Regions from separate parts of the Mus musculus genome. Here all the other regions are linked to region 3. Evidence: chromatin contacts called from public promoter capture Hi-C data. All regions are on one chromosome and are shown on one strand. The core of a region is the stretch at or near the end of the contact, and the rest is flanking DNA. Distances in the headings are between cores, read along the strand shown. Region 1 holds the start of Set (SET nuclear oncogene). Region 2 holds the start of Spout1 (SPOUT domain containing methyltransferase 1). Region 3 holds the start of Dpm2 (dolichol-phosphate (beta-D) mannosyltransferase 2).

What was found. Promoter capture Hi-C pulls out the DNA fragments that hold promoters and counts their contacts. Capture Hi-C pulls out chosen DNA fragments and counts their contacts.
Region 1: a promoter capture Hi-C map of pre-B cells shows a contact between it and region 3, with 5 times the contacts expected there. The contact joins the promoter of Set here to the promoter of Dpm2 in region 3.
Region 2: a promoter capture Hi-C map of liver shows a contact between it and region 3, with 2.7 times the contacts expected there. The contact joins the promoter of Spout1 here to the promoter of Dpm2 in region 3. A contact is called at or near these places in 1 of 39 promoter capture datasets (liver) and 1 of 9 other capture datasets (liver).

What each region holds. Positions count from the first base shown.
Region 1 is chr2:30,064,855-30,068,948 of GRCm38.p6, reverse strand. It overlaps Set (SET nuclear oncogene), which reads right to left and starts at 2,475. Exons shown (of 8, transcript NM_001204875.1): 1 at 2,056-2,475; 2 at 623-680. The coding sequence starts at 2,128.
Region 2 is chr2:30,175,321-30,179,889 of GRCm38.p6, reverse strand. Spout1 (SPOUT domain containing methyltransferase 1) reads left to right here and starts at 1,431. Exons shown (of 12, transcript NM_172660.4): 1 at 1,431-1,500; 2 at 1,925-1,970; 3 at 2,169-2,297; 4 at 2,408-2,567; 5 at 3,062-3,151; 6 at 3,226-3,275; 7 at 3,398-3,528; 8 at 3,899-3,971; 9 at 4,078-4,176. The coding sequence starts at 1,465.
Region 3 is chr2:32,569,006-32,573,169 of GRCm38.p6, reverse strand. It overlaps Dpm2 (dolichol-phosphate (beta-D) mannosyltransferase 2), which reads right to left and starts at 2,312. Exons shown (of 4, transcript NM_010073.2): 1 at 2,258-2,312; 2 at 1,875-1,964; 3 at 771-873; 4 at 1-211. The coding sequence starts at 2,260. The coding sequence ends at 153. It overlaps Fam102a (family with sequence similarity 102, member A), which reads right to left. Exons shown (of 11, transcript NM_153560.4): 11 at 3,420-4,164.

The DNA of each region.
Region 1 (4,094 bases), core at 1,226-3,725, 2.5 Mb after region 3:
AAAGACTAGAATCAAAACCTAAGGCGGTAAGATGGAAAGGCTAAATACCCAACTGACACATGCTGGTAACACTGTTGCTTTTTCTCTCCCTGCTTAGGAACAGAGTATCTGCTACCCTGCAGCCCAGTCCTCTGACAACCAAAACCACTGAGCTAACTCAGCTCATCTCCAGTCTGGCAACATTGTATTTCTGTATACTGTATTTCCAAATAGTTATTGTGTCCCCAGTAGCAGAAAGTGTAAGTGAAGGTTAATCAAGAAACAAAACAAGCAAATGCCTTTAATCCCAGCACTTGGGAGGCAGAGGCAGGTGGATTTCTGAGTTTGAGGCCAGCCTGGTCTACAGAGTGAGTTCCAGGACAGCCAGGGCTATAGAGAAACCCTGTCTCTGAAAAACCAAAAAAACCCAGGTAGCAGCAGCCAGACTCTAATTCTGCACCTCTGAAAGAGCACCCTACCTACAGTACCCCCGCACCTGGGAAGGCTGAGGAAAGATTACATTAACCCGGGAGTTATAACCAGACTGAAACACGAGTGTGCTCACCAAAACCTTCCTGTAGTTACCTGATGCCAAATCAGTTCCACAAGAGAACTTTCCATAACATGAATTAATATATTTTACCTGTCTATTTCATTTTGTACTTCATCAATATGTTCAATTGCTTCTTGCTGTTCTTTTTCTGCAAAACAAGAAAGGGGACATAAGACTCAACACTAATTACAAGCTCCTCTTCCTGATCCCAGGATGGGAACTGCAACAGTGAAGCTCACCACAAAGCATGCTCCCCACGTGTTCGAGCACGCAGTTGAGAATTACTTTCTCATTACCCTACCATTCACAAATTAAGGCATCTACTCCGCTACTCGGAAAAATGCTTCACTCCTGGATTACTTTTCAAAGAGTTTCGTTCGTTACAAAGGTGCAATCATTGGCCTTCATTATTAAAGGTGAATGAGAGGCTTCACCTCATTCAAGAATTTTTCATGTTTATTACTAATATTATACAATTGTAAGAGAAAGGGTGCCAGTGCCAGCTGCCACTTAGTGTGGAAACTAGTCCATGGCCATAAAACAAATTAGGATACTATCAACTGTTATAACTGCTTTAAAAAAATTTAAAGTGCTCTCAATTTGTTATGATTATCAATATACACCGACAAAGACCAGTTAGTCACCAAACTTCCCGGAGTCGTCTTCTCAGACTTAGAATGTAAACCTGACCTTACTCCTTCAACCCATTCTTGATGAGATTGGTCATCATATACGGCCGTGCAGTATTTCAGGACACTTCGTGGGAAAACCCTACTCAAAAACTTGGAGCCATAAAAAGGAGAGGGGGTGTGCTCCTATTTCGTGCCCTTTTGTCCGAGGGTTGTGAAGGCTTTTACAAAGCCAAGTGGGCGTGAAGGGGCCCGATCGCGCGTCTCATTTCCGGTAACCAGCCCGGGCTCTGCAGCTGTCCTGGGCTCGAAACGACCCTCCAGGCGAGGGCTAGGCGTCCTAAAGGCCCCTGAAGCCCCTGCATCATACGGCCTCGGGGCCAGATTCCTCGCACCCCCGGCGCGCCCGAGTGTGGCTGCCCCACGTGGGGTGCGCAACCCGCGCAGCCTGGAGCATCCTCCCGCCGGCTCCGCGCCCCTACCCCGCCCCAAACCCCGGTTCCCGGTTCCGCGGTAGCGCCGGCTCAGGGCGGGAAGCAGGGCGGCACTAGAGGCCCGGCCGCAAGGCTGCGTCCGGCCGCACCATGTGGCGGCGGTGGCGGCTGATGGGAGCGAGGCATCATGGCGGAGCACAATAAAGAGAGGCTTCTCGGGAGGGAGGGAGGGGGAGGAGAGCGCGGGCGGGGGGAAGGGGGGGTCTCCGCCCGCCGCGCAGGCCGCAGCGCCCCCGCCTCGGCCGCACCGCTCACCGCCACGGCGCCACCCCGGCCCCCCGGTCCCGGGCCGCACACAAAAAAGGCGCCGGCTCTCCGGCCCCCGCGCGCCCCCCGCAGCCCCGCGGTCCGGGCCGAAAGATGGCGGCGCGGCCGGGCCCCCGCCGCGCCCGGTCCTCACCTGAGGTCTCGTCGGCCCCGTCGTGATTGGAGTTGAGCTCCTTTTTACTGGCTTTGGCCGTCGGCGCAGACATGGTGCCCTCCGCGATCGGGGCGGGGAGCGGGGAGGGGGAGCGAAGGGACGGCCAAGGGGGCGGCCAGCGGCTTCCCCTCACGCCACACGCGCGGCGCCCGCTCGCTCCGGCCGCCTCCTCCCGGCGCTCACTTGCCTGCCCTCCCCCTGGCTGCCTGGCACTGCCCGCGGGGCCTGACGCGGAGGCAGGCCCGGGCGCGTTGTGGCGAGCCCCCGGCCGGGGCTCTCGCTGAAGGCGGGGAGGCGGCGGCGGCTCGGCTGGGCTCCTCGACTCGCGCCCCGCGCTCCGGCTCGCTTCTGGATTGCCCTGAGCCGCCTCCTCCTCCTCCTCCACCTCCTCCACCACCACCTCCTCCTCTTCCCGGCGAGGGGCAGGCCGCAGAGCGCAGGCGCGCCGGGCCTGCGCAAGTCCCGCCCCCGGCCGGAGAGGCTCGCGCCGTACAGCGATTGGCCGCGGCCGCGGGGCAGGGGGCGGGGCCGTGGCGGGTGGCGGCGGCGGCGGTGGGGACACTGGGGCCTGGACGAGAGGCGGGAGGAAGCGGCTCAGCGACGCATGGTCCTGCCCCCGCGCGGTGCTCCCCTCCCCCGCTCTCCCCTTCTCCAGCCGACCCGGGACATTTGCGCGCCGCGCGGTGACTTGAGAGGCGGGGCCTCCGTTCCCCAATACTCCATCACGTGGTGGCTCAGTGGCTTCCCTTAGCGGGGCGGCTGGGGGCTCTGGAGAGGGGGCGCGCGCAGCCCCTCAAAAGTACAGGCCTTAGGAGTACCCTGGCTACAATCAGGCGCCTGAGTTCTGCACCCGGGCACCTTCATTTTTTTCTAGATGGAGAAGCTGGGGACTCAAACTCTAGGCTGCTGTGCAGAGCCACACGCAAGCAGTTCCTCTATCCAGTTTACACGCGGGACCGGGTTTATGCATGGGCCAATTCAAGCCTCTGCCCTCGGTTCTGAATTTTTAAAAATCTGTTACATATTCACACTCAAAAGAACCACAGGAAAGTTCTCTGACTGTAGGAAGGACCTTTCTGCCACAGGTCCTTCTGCTCAACTTCGTACAGGTGTCCTGATCTCAGTGGTGAGGGAAGCACATTTTTGGTGATGACAAATGGGGAAATGTTTAAAAGTCAAAGGCTAAAACAGTAAAACAAACAAACAAACAAACAAAAACAGCTTTAGATTATTAAAAAGTCCTTAAGCACTATGTCGGAGGGATTTAATGGTTAAACACTGTTTTTCAGGACTTGAAAAGATAGTTCTCTGTCTACCTGGATCCCAACACGTGGTCCTGGAAATCCAGAAAGCTCTCTACCTGGTTCCTCTACCACTAGAGCTTGAACTATCCATACTCTCAGTATTCCCGTTTTATTATCAGCTCTTATACATAAAGCAATGTGGCTTTAAGTCAAGTCATTCATGGTGGGTAGACAATAAATGTAAAATACATCATATATATATATATATATATATATATATATATATATATATATATATATATATATATATACAGTCCATGGTGAGAGAATACAAATGTGCTCCTCCAAGTTTCCATCTCAACTCCAGGAAATTCAGCTAGGCCTTCCTGGTGGTGCACCTTATGCTCAAGTCGGTGAATTAATTGCACTCATCTGTTGCAATTGGTAAGCTTAAATCTGGCGACAACCTCTAAGGACCTCTAACCCACACAGCTCCCAAGCCTAGAGACCTCCAACACAGGCAACTGTGGACAGGCTTCTTAAAGAGGGAACGGTCTGACAAAAAGGAGAGCTATAAACTGTGACTAACATTTGCTAAAACTCAGGTGATGCCTTCACCAGGAATGATTCCTGATAGCCCTGTGAGGTCCTGGCACACAGTAGCAAAGAAATTCCACAAACAAAACAAGGACTTAGGCTGAGGCAGAGGCTAGCCTGGGCTACAGTGTCTAAGTGTCTAAAAGTAAAAGGGCTAGAGCATTAGCCCTTAGCACT
Region 2 (4,569 bases), core at 182-2,681, 2.4 Mb after region 3:
GCCTGTTTCAAAAACAACAACAAAAAGTTAATATAAAACTATCAGGCAGAAAAGTTTTTTGGGGAGGAACCTGTTGGTGTTCTGGGTTATACAGGAGAGCAAAGAAAAGGAGACACTGCAGGACCTGTTAGGCTTCTCAGCAGCAGGGGCTCATCCTCTCAGGCATTGAACTTCACATATTTACCATTTTGCAGACCCTCCTTACTGTTACACAAAAGGTACTTGTAGCAAGTCAATTTCTGTATACCAAAACCTGCTACCTTATCTAGGCTTCTCTGAAGGAACCCTACCTAAGCAATACTCAGGCATAACCTACATTCCCAGGCATACCTAAGCAAGTCCCAGGAGACATCCTGGTTTGTCAGGTATGTCTCAGGACTAAGTTATGCAAAGGCTCTGAGAATCCTTGGAAGAGCAACCCCATAAAACCTCAGACAACAATCAATAACTTTACAAAAGGCTTCTTCAAACCCTAGGTACAATCCCTCTGGAATTCATGCCAGATACAATGGCTGCTATTATAGCAGCAGCTAAAAGTCTTCTGCAGGGACTTCTTTCAGTCCTATCTTCTCATTCTTTACTTAAAATGATTTTAAAGTAGACACAGAATGTTGATCAGTGATTTGCATGCTGGAGACCTTGGATTTGATCCAGGGCTGCCAAAAATCAATCAATCAATCAATCACAGCACTCAGGTGGTTGATGGAAGATTGAGTTTGAGGTCAGTCCAAGCTACATAGTAAGACCCTGTATCAATTTCTTTTTTAAAAAATTTAAAGTACTACATGCAAACAAATGAATTAAACTGATAAAGAATAAAGTCTGGGGCTGGCAAGATGGCTCAGCGGGTAAGAGCACCAATTGCTCTTCCAAAGGTCCTGAGTTCAAATCCCAGCAACCACATGGTGGCTCACAACCATCCGTAATGAGATCTGATGCCCTCTTCTGGCACGTCTGAAGACAGCTACAGTGTACTTATGTATAATAATAAATAAATCTTTTTAAAAAACCAAAAGAATAAAGTCTGGACGAGGCTGGGAATATAGCTCACTGGTGGAGCACTAAATTTAGCACGCGTCGGGCCTTAGCTGGAGTCCCAGGAAACTGAATGGATAAATAAAAAGAAAGTGCAAATGAACTGGATAAAGGTAGTCTTTTGTAATTTCCAATAGGGTGCCCTTACATAAAACATGGAAGCTAAATATCACCAGGGTACCTAACAATGGAAAGGGCGGCACATGAGCCTTACTGGGTTCGGACAGCGTAGTGCTGCGAACTCGTTGCCCTGGAGACAGGGTACCAACGCAGCAGCCTCCGCACTCGCACGTGGCGTTTCTGAGCTCCGCCTCAGCCTGGCACCCAGGACACGCCCCACTCTCCGCTGGGCCTCTGATTGGGCAGCTCCGCGGAGGTGTGGCCGGAAGAGGCGAGGCTAACTGGCAGGCGCGCGGTGGGCCTGGAAACATGGCGGAGCGCCCGAGGAAGCGTCCGTGTGGTCCGGTATGTGCGGACCGATGGGTTCCGGGCTAGGCCTGGAATCTGCAGCGTGTCACAGTGGTGTCGGCCCGGGTCTTCTGCTCTCTCCTCTCCCCTCGCCCCTCTCCCGTAGCCTGAGCTTGCAGAGTTAGCTGGTCCGATCTACATTCATTCGCGGGGCGACGGTGTCTTGAGTCCTCTCCTGGCTTATTTTCTGATTCCTAGGGCGACTTTATGGCCATACCTGTCTTCCCCTTGTCTCGGTTTCTTCTTTTGCCCAATGGGGATTCATTCCTCAGCTTCCCGGATCTGATCCCAGGCTTTGTGCACGGCGAGTCCCTGTGTACTTCTACCCTGGTTTGAGAGAGTCAGATGGCGGGAGGCCCGATGGGATGCGCCCCTCCTATGTGTGACCGGTCAGCCTCTCAATCTTCCTCCTTACTTGCAGGGTGAACATGGCCAAAGGGTTGAATGGCGAAAATGGAAACAGCAGAGTAAGTAAAAAGCTGAGGCCGGGTTGGGCAAGCGCACTGAGCCCTCCCTTTCCACAAACCAGCTAATGGCCCGACGAGCCCTCTTTGGGTCTCAGTGTATCCAAGTGAGTGGTGGCAGCCTCTCCAGAGCCTAGGCTAGCCCAGCGAGAAGGAACTCTCCTCCCCATGTCAAGTCCTTTCCCTCCAATAATTCTCCAGAAAAAGAGGAGAAAAAGAAGTGGAAGGACCTCAAGATAATGAAGAAACTGGAGCGGCAGCGTGCCCAAGAGGAAGAGGCTAAACGCCAGGAAGAGGAGGAAGAGGCGGCGGCCCAGAGGAGCAACCAAGGTAAGCAGCTGGGTCGTGAGGTAAGTTGAATCTCTGAGCCATGGGGACATGCAAGGGAGGGAAGGTCCACAGCCTGTCAGGCTGACAGGAACATCCCCTGTCCCTGCTAGGACGGCCTTACACTCTGAGTGTGGCCCTGCCAGGCTCCATCCTGGACAATGCCCAGTCACCTGAGCTCCGCACCTACCTGGCTGGCCAGATCGCCAGAGCCTGCACCATCTTCTGTGTGGATGAGATTGTGGTGTTCGATGAGGAGGGCCAAGATACCAAGTGAGAGTCTCTGGGGAGTGGGGAGGACCAGCAGGGGTGGCCATGGCTTTGTCCTGCTCCTTGTCACCTGCCTGGCTGCCTGGAAGGAGCTCTCAAAGGCAGCTGCAGACTCACTTTTTCTCACCCTTGGTGCTAGAGAGTGGACTCAGGGTTTTGCCCATGGTCTGTGCTGAGGCTCAGCACTTGGATGGTTTGGGTTGTGTTTAGCATTTCTTTATGGTGCTTGTGTACAAACACCAGTGTGGTTCTGGAGACCAGAAGGCCACTTGAGCTGAGCAGTGGTGGCACACGCCTTTCATCCCAGCACTCAGGAGGCAGAGGCAGGTGGATCTCTGAGAGTTCAGTGCCAGTCTGGTCTACAGAGCAAGGTCTGGGACTGCCAGGGCTATGCCAAGAAACCCTGTCCCCAAAAACAAATGAAAAAGAAAGAAAATAAAAAAAAAAGTATAATAAGCCCAGCACTTGGATCTTGAGGTCTGTCTTAATCTTTCCAGGAGTGTGGAAGGAGAATTCAGGGGAGTTGGCAAGAAAGGGCAGGCATGTGTCCAGCTGGCCCGCATCCTACAGTACCTGGAGTGTCCACAGTAAGTGTGAGGTGAGGGCAGTGGCTGGGAGGCAGCCTCCCCAGGATGGACCTGACAGATGCATTCCTCCCTAGGTACCTGAGAAAGGCGTTCTTCCCCAAGCACCAAGATCTGCAGTTTGCAGGTACAGCTAGTGTGCCTGCCCCATTTCCCATGACTCAGCCTTAGGCACCAAGATGGATCCAGGTGGGAACACAGGCTAGGGGTAGAGCCTGGTCCTATCATCACCTCCTGTTCCCTGCCCAGGAATCCTCAACCCCTTGGACAGCCCTCACCACATGCGTCAGGACGAAGAGTCTGAGTTTCGAGAAGGCGTCGTGGTGGACCGGCCCACCAAGGCAGGCCATGGCTCTTTGGTCAACTGTGGAATGAAGAAGGTAGGATTGGGAAGGTGGGCTGTGGTACACTTGGGGACACTTGCTAGCTATAAAAGGTAAGGACACATGAATGAGGAGACCTGAACTCCAGGCCTGCTGAGAAACACTAGTTATCCCAAAGTAGGGCTCAAGCTATGAGCCCCTCGAGGATGGAGAGGTGACTCAGTTTAAAGAGCACTGGCTACTCTTGCAGAGGACCCACATTCAGTGCCCAGCACCCACATGGCGGTTAACATCAGGTGGTTTCAGGGAATCTGGTGCCCTCTTGTGGCCTCCATGGACCCTGGACGGGGCAGGCTGACCTGGGTTATCTGACAACGTGTCCCCTTCACGGTGTGGCACTCACTCACTCCCTCTAGCTTCTCTTCAGGAGGTGAAGATTGACAAGAAACTGGACCCTGGACTTCGGGTGACCGTGCGACTGAACCAGCAGCAGCTCCCAGGTAGGGGGAGCTTCCTGGGCCCTTAGAGCTGCCTGGCTCAGAGCCTCTTCCAAGCCGCCTCTACCTACCAGTTTCCTTGGTCTTCATAGCCTGTTTTGTTTCCCAGAATGCAAGACATACAAAGGAACAGTTGTGTCATCACAGGACCCCCGCACCAAAGCTGGTCTCTACTGGGGCTACACTGTCCGGCTGGCCTCTTGCCTCAGTAAGAGCTGAATTCCCTTCCCTGAATGTCCATCTGTCCCACTTGTGAGACCCACAAGTCAGATCAGGGTCTCTGTCCTACCCAACTGTGTGTATGTTTAGGAGGTGCCTCCTCTAGCCTCTGGTCACATCTCTGGTACCCTAGTCTCCCTGAACATCTCTGTGAATGCTAAGAAATCTGAGAACAGGATGTGCTTGGCCCCCATCCTGTTGCAGTCTCAGCACTAGGGAGGCCAGCACAGGAATCTCACTGTCTGTCTGAGACCAGCTTAGATATGTCAGAGCGAGACCTTGCAGTCTCAAGACAAGTATCATGGCTGCTGAATGTTGTCTGGGGCTTGGGAGCTCCTTCTGCCTACCACAGCCAAGGTCAACTTCCCAAGAGCAGTAGGTG
Region 3 (4,164 bases), core at 1,063-3,562:
GCTCCAGGTTGTCAAACTGAGAAGAAAACAGCCCCATGTCCCAAAGAGGGCTGCAGTGCAGCCAGCTTGACCATCTTGTAAGCTGTGACCCTTGGTCCCTTTTCTGGAGGAGATATGGAGAAGGCCCCTACAGCCTCATCCCTGCTGGACCTTCACTGAGCCTTCTTGGTTATCTTCTGGCTCTTCAGCATCACATAGGTGATGAACAATCCTGTAATACACAGAATAGGAGGGACTGGGAGGATTGGAGTGGAAGCTAGGTGGCCAGGCATGCAAGGTCAGGCTCCCAACCAACCCCCCTAGGGGTGCATCTTTGCAGTCATTCACTAGGTCACACAGCCACTGAGGGTCAGTTAACTATCACCAAAATGGTGCAAGGCTAACCACCTGTGCATCATCCGGCCATGTGGTTCCTCAGTCAACCCAAGCACTCTTTTAGGCTCCTGGGCTAGAGCTTAGAATAGCGTAACAGCAAAGACACAGTTCCCAACCCACAGAGCCGTAAGAGATGCCAGGGTGACTTGAGGCAGGAACATTGAAGAGATGAAGATGAAGCTGAGACAGGAAAGAAAGGGGAGCCATGTCCTCATTGCCCCAGGAACCTGAAAACTGGGAACACCACTAGAGGAGCTTCTGCCCGTGGCCTTTAAGGAATAGGAAAGCCCCGGGGAGCATTGGTGACAAGGAGAGTCTAAGCAGATGTACAGCAGGTGCCAGCATGTGGAAGCACGCTGCCTTCCAGACACCCTGCCCCAGATCGGGAGACTTACCCACAAATAGGAGCAGCAGGAGGCCTGCGGCCAACGGGAGGAGGACGGCGTAGGCGCGGGGCAGGAAGTATTTGTGGATGACATGCTGGCTGTCAATGAATGGCTGGCACCAAGGGCAAGAGCTCTGGTGAGTACTGCTCACCTTACTCAGCCCCAAAGGGAAGCCGTCCCACCTCCCCCTGGCAGCACTGGATACTGAGGGCCCACCTTGATAGCATCCCCAAGCGTGGATATGTATCATAACAAGAGACCCACCATATTGTCTCTGTATTGTTGAATACTGCCTGGGCCTTGTGAGTGCTGGAAACCATCCTTTTTGATTTCTGAGGCCCTGGCTGACCTCACCAAGCTGCCCTCCCCCCTTCTTCTGCCTTCTGAGAACTCTAGGTCTTTTAAAGAGGTCTTTATTTTTTGATCATGCATTTGTGCCTGTGAGTCCAGGTGTACTTTCATCCAAGCCCTGGATCTCCAATCTAACTCCTAACACAACTTAAGCAGCAATGGCGTTCCGTTCCAGGGACTTTTGCTGGGTCTCCTGGAGCTGGAGTTACAGATGGTTGTAGCTGGCCATGTGGGTGCTGGAACTTGAACCCCAGTCCTCTGGAGAATCAGCCAGTTCTCTTCATCACCGAAGGTCAGCCCACCTAACTTTCCTCTCTGAAGGATACCAAGTACTGCAAGATGCCCCTTTCCAAGCACAGTGTACTTTAAAACAATAACTAACAAAATTTCCCACATTAAAGAGAGAGGCAGAGAGAGAGAGAGAGAGAGAGAGAGAGAGAGAGAGACTTGAGATGTTAATAAACTCCACCGGCGACTGCTACACCCAGGAACCTGCTGGCTAACCAGGAGGACAAACACAAAATAAAGCCTCACTGTGCGGCAGTTCAGAGGCTGAGAAACAGCCTTCTCCCCGAGTCTTAGCCTCCTCATCTATAAAATGTAGACACCATCTGCAAGCACCATAGTGTAGATTTCGTGAGATTAGAGCTAGCTAAACATCCAGACGCTGGCACACAGACGCTGATTAAGTCGCGTTAGGAAACTGGCTTAGAGATCCAGAGCAAAATGAAGGTGAGCGGGGTGGGGGTGGGGCACACATACCAAGAGAATCACCCAAGTGGTGTAGTAGGTGAAGATGATCAAGCTAACGGCGACAAGGCCAAATCCTACTGCTTGGTCTGTCCCGGTGGCCTGGAGAAAAATAAAGGCTCAGCAGGCGAGATGGCTCGTGTACAAGCACTAACGGAGGGTCGGAGCAGCCGGTTTACACTCCAAACCTCTCATTCATTTAGAACCACGGAGGGCTTACTAGAAGTGGCTCTCGGGTTTAGAAAGCCACGTCAGGCCTCGTGTCACCTGTCTGCAAGCGGTGGAGAGAGCGATCTGGGTTTGGAGAGCCCAACTCCATCTCCCAAGGAGACTCTTACTCAGAGCCCCGACCCCTGGTACCCTCAAATCACACATGTACTCCACCCCAGGCTCACCATCTCTCCAGCGTTCCGCCGGAGCAACAAAATACATCCGGTTCCTGGTTTAGGCCTTTCCGGCTTGTAAATCACGTGACACGCGGAGACTCGTCTGAGCTGACGTGCGGGCACTTTTCCCCGCCCTCCAGTGCATGTCGGGAAATGTAGTTTCTGCAGGGAACTGTAGGGCCGGGAGCTCAGACTTTCAGGTTTTTGTGGCTACATCCCTGTCAGACCCTTCCCAAACAATAATCATTTAAACATTATCCTACAGTCCCAAGCCAGAGTGAGATGTACCCCAGAGTTGGAAGTCCCGGAAAGGGATAGATCATAATGAGTTGGTTGTTGAAGCAGACATCAGAATTCAAAGGCTCTACATTCTGGCCTTGAAACTGTTAATGGAAGAGTCTGTATAGAATGACCACCACTGGCCTGGCCTATGAGAATTTCCACTGGTTGGCTTCCTAGGGAACTTTCTAGGCTTCCCTTCATTGTCCACTGCCAGAGGTTTCAGAATGGCCCTCTTAGAACCAAGGGGCGCTGGGCCAAATTATCTTTCATGCTTTTCTTCTGTTTCTCACCCAGAACACTACTCTCATGGCATATGGGGCTAGCTGCTGTAGATCCATTCTTCTCCAAATGCTACACCATGCAGGTTATCCATTTCTGCAACCAGAGGCAACAGCTCCCTCTTTGTGCCCTGACAGGTATTTTTAACCAGTTTCTTCGATGATTAGGACCAAAAGTGGGGCTTTAAGATCCCCGAATTGATGCTGGGCATGGTGGTGCATTTCTGTAGTCCCAACACTCTGGAGGCATGAGGAGTAGTAGGTCTCCTTAAACCTCATGGCTAAAGGAAACCTTATAAATACCAAATAAAAACGTTTTATTCTTTCCCCAAAACCAGAGTGAGACACCGTCTCAAACAAGAAGAGGTTCAGGAGTAACAGGTGTTCTCCGACCTTTGTCAAGTGCCCATTCATATTCATACAAACATGTGTGGACATATATGTAATATGTATGTGTGTGTTTGTGGTGAGCATTATGACTGGGGTCAGACTGGAGAACACTAACCTACTTTCCCCAGCATGTCATCTTACACATACATGGCTAACTCCTGTTAGCAGCCCCCAAGTCAACACGGTGATGAGAATGAAAAGAAACACCAACAAAAAGCAGTAACAAAAACATCGGCATTTAATTCCACCCCCAAACCAAACATTGACACTAGGCTGATTTCCCCATATGACATAATTTTCTATTATAAGCTGAGACAGATATGAACAGCCCACGGAATGGGGTGCAGTGGTAACCTGGTTAGAAAGGAATAACACAAAAGCAAATTCTCCCCACAGAAGAAGATGGGCCTGCTCATCCTGCCAGACCACGTGGTCAGCTGTAGGGTAACCAGAAAAGAACCCTAAAAATATTGCAGATCTTTTATATCTCTCTAATAGAAACATTAAACTGTCTTACAGGTCCCAAACTGGCATTGCATAGACCAATTCCTTTTCAAAAATACCTCTAATATATCCTCTATCTTTGTATATAGAATTTGAAGTCCAGGTGCTCTGGGCACCCGTGGGGATCACTGAGCGCAGGAGGAAAGGCTCTTAGCCTCTGGCTGCCACCAGTGTTCATTTGGTTGTGGTCATGTTTTCAGCTAAGTTATCCTGGCCCAGTGCCTGGAAGCAGAGGATGTGGCAGCTCTCGTCTACTGGAGTGGCCATCCAGTCCCAGACCTTGGCTTGAGTTAGGCAGGGGCTCTTGGTTTGGGGCAGTCTTCCTGACAGTACCAACTGCTTGGTTTGGAGCCCTGGAATTTAGAACTAGACCAAAACAATGCTGACTGGGGAAGGTAGTAGACAAGCACACTAGGGCTCTGTCCATCTTCTGGTGGTCACCTCACCTAGGAACAGAGCTGC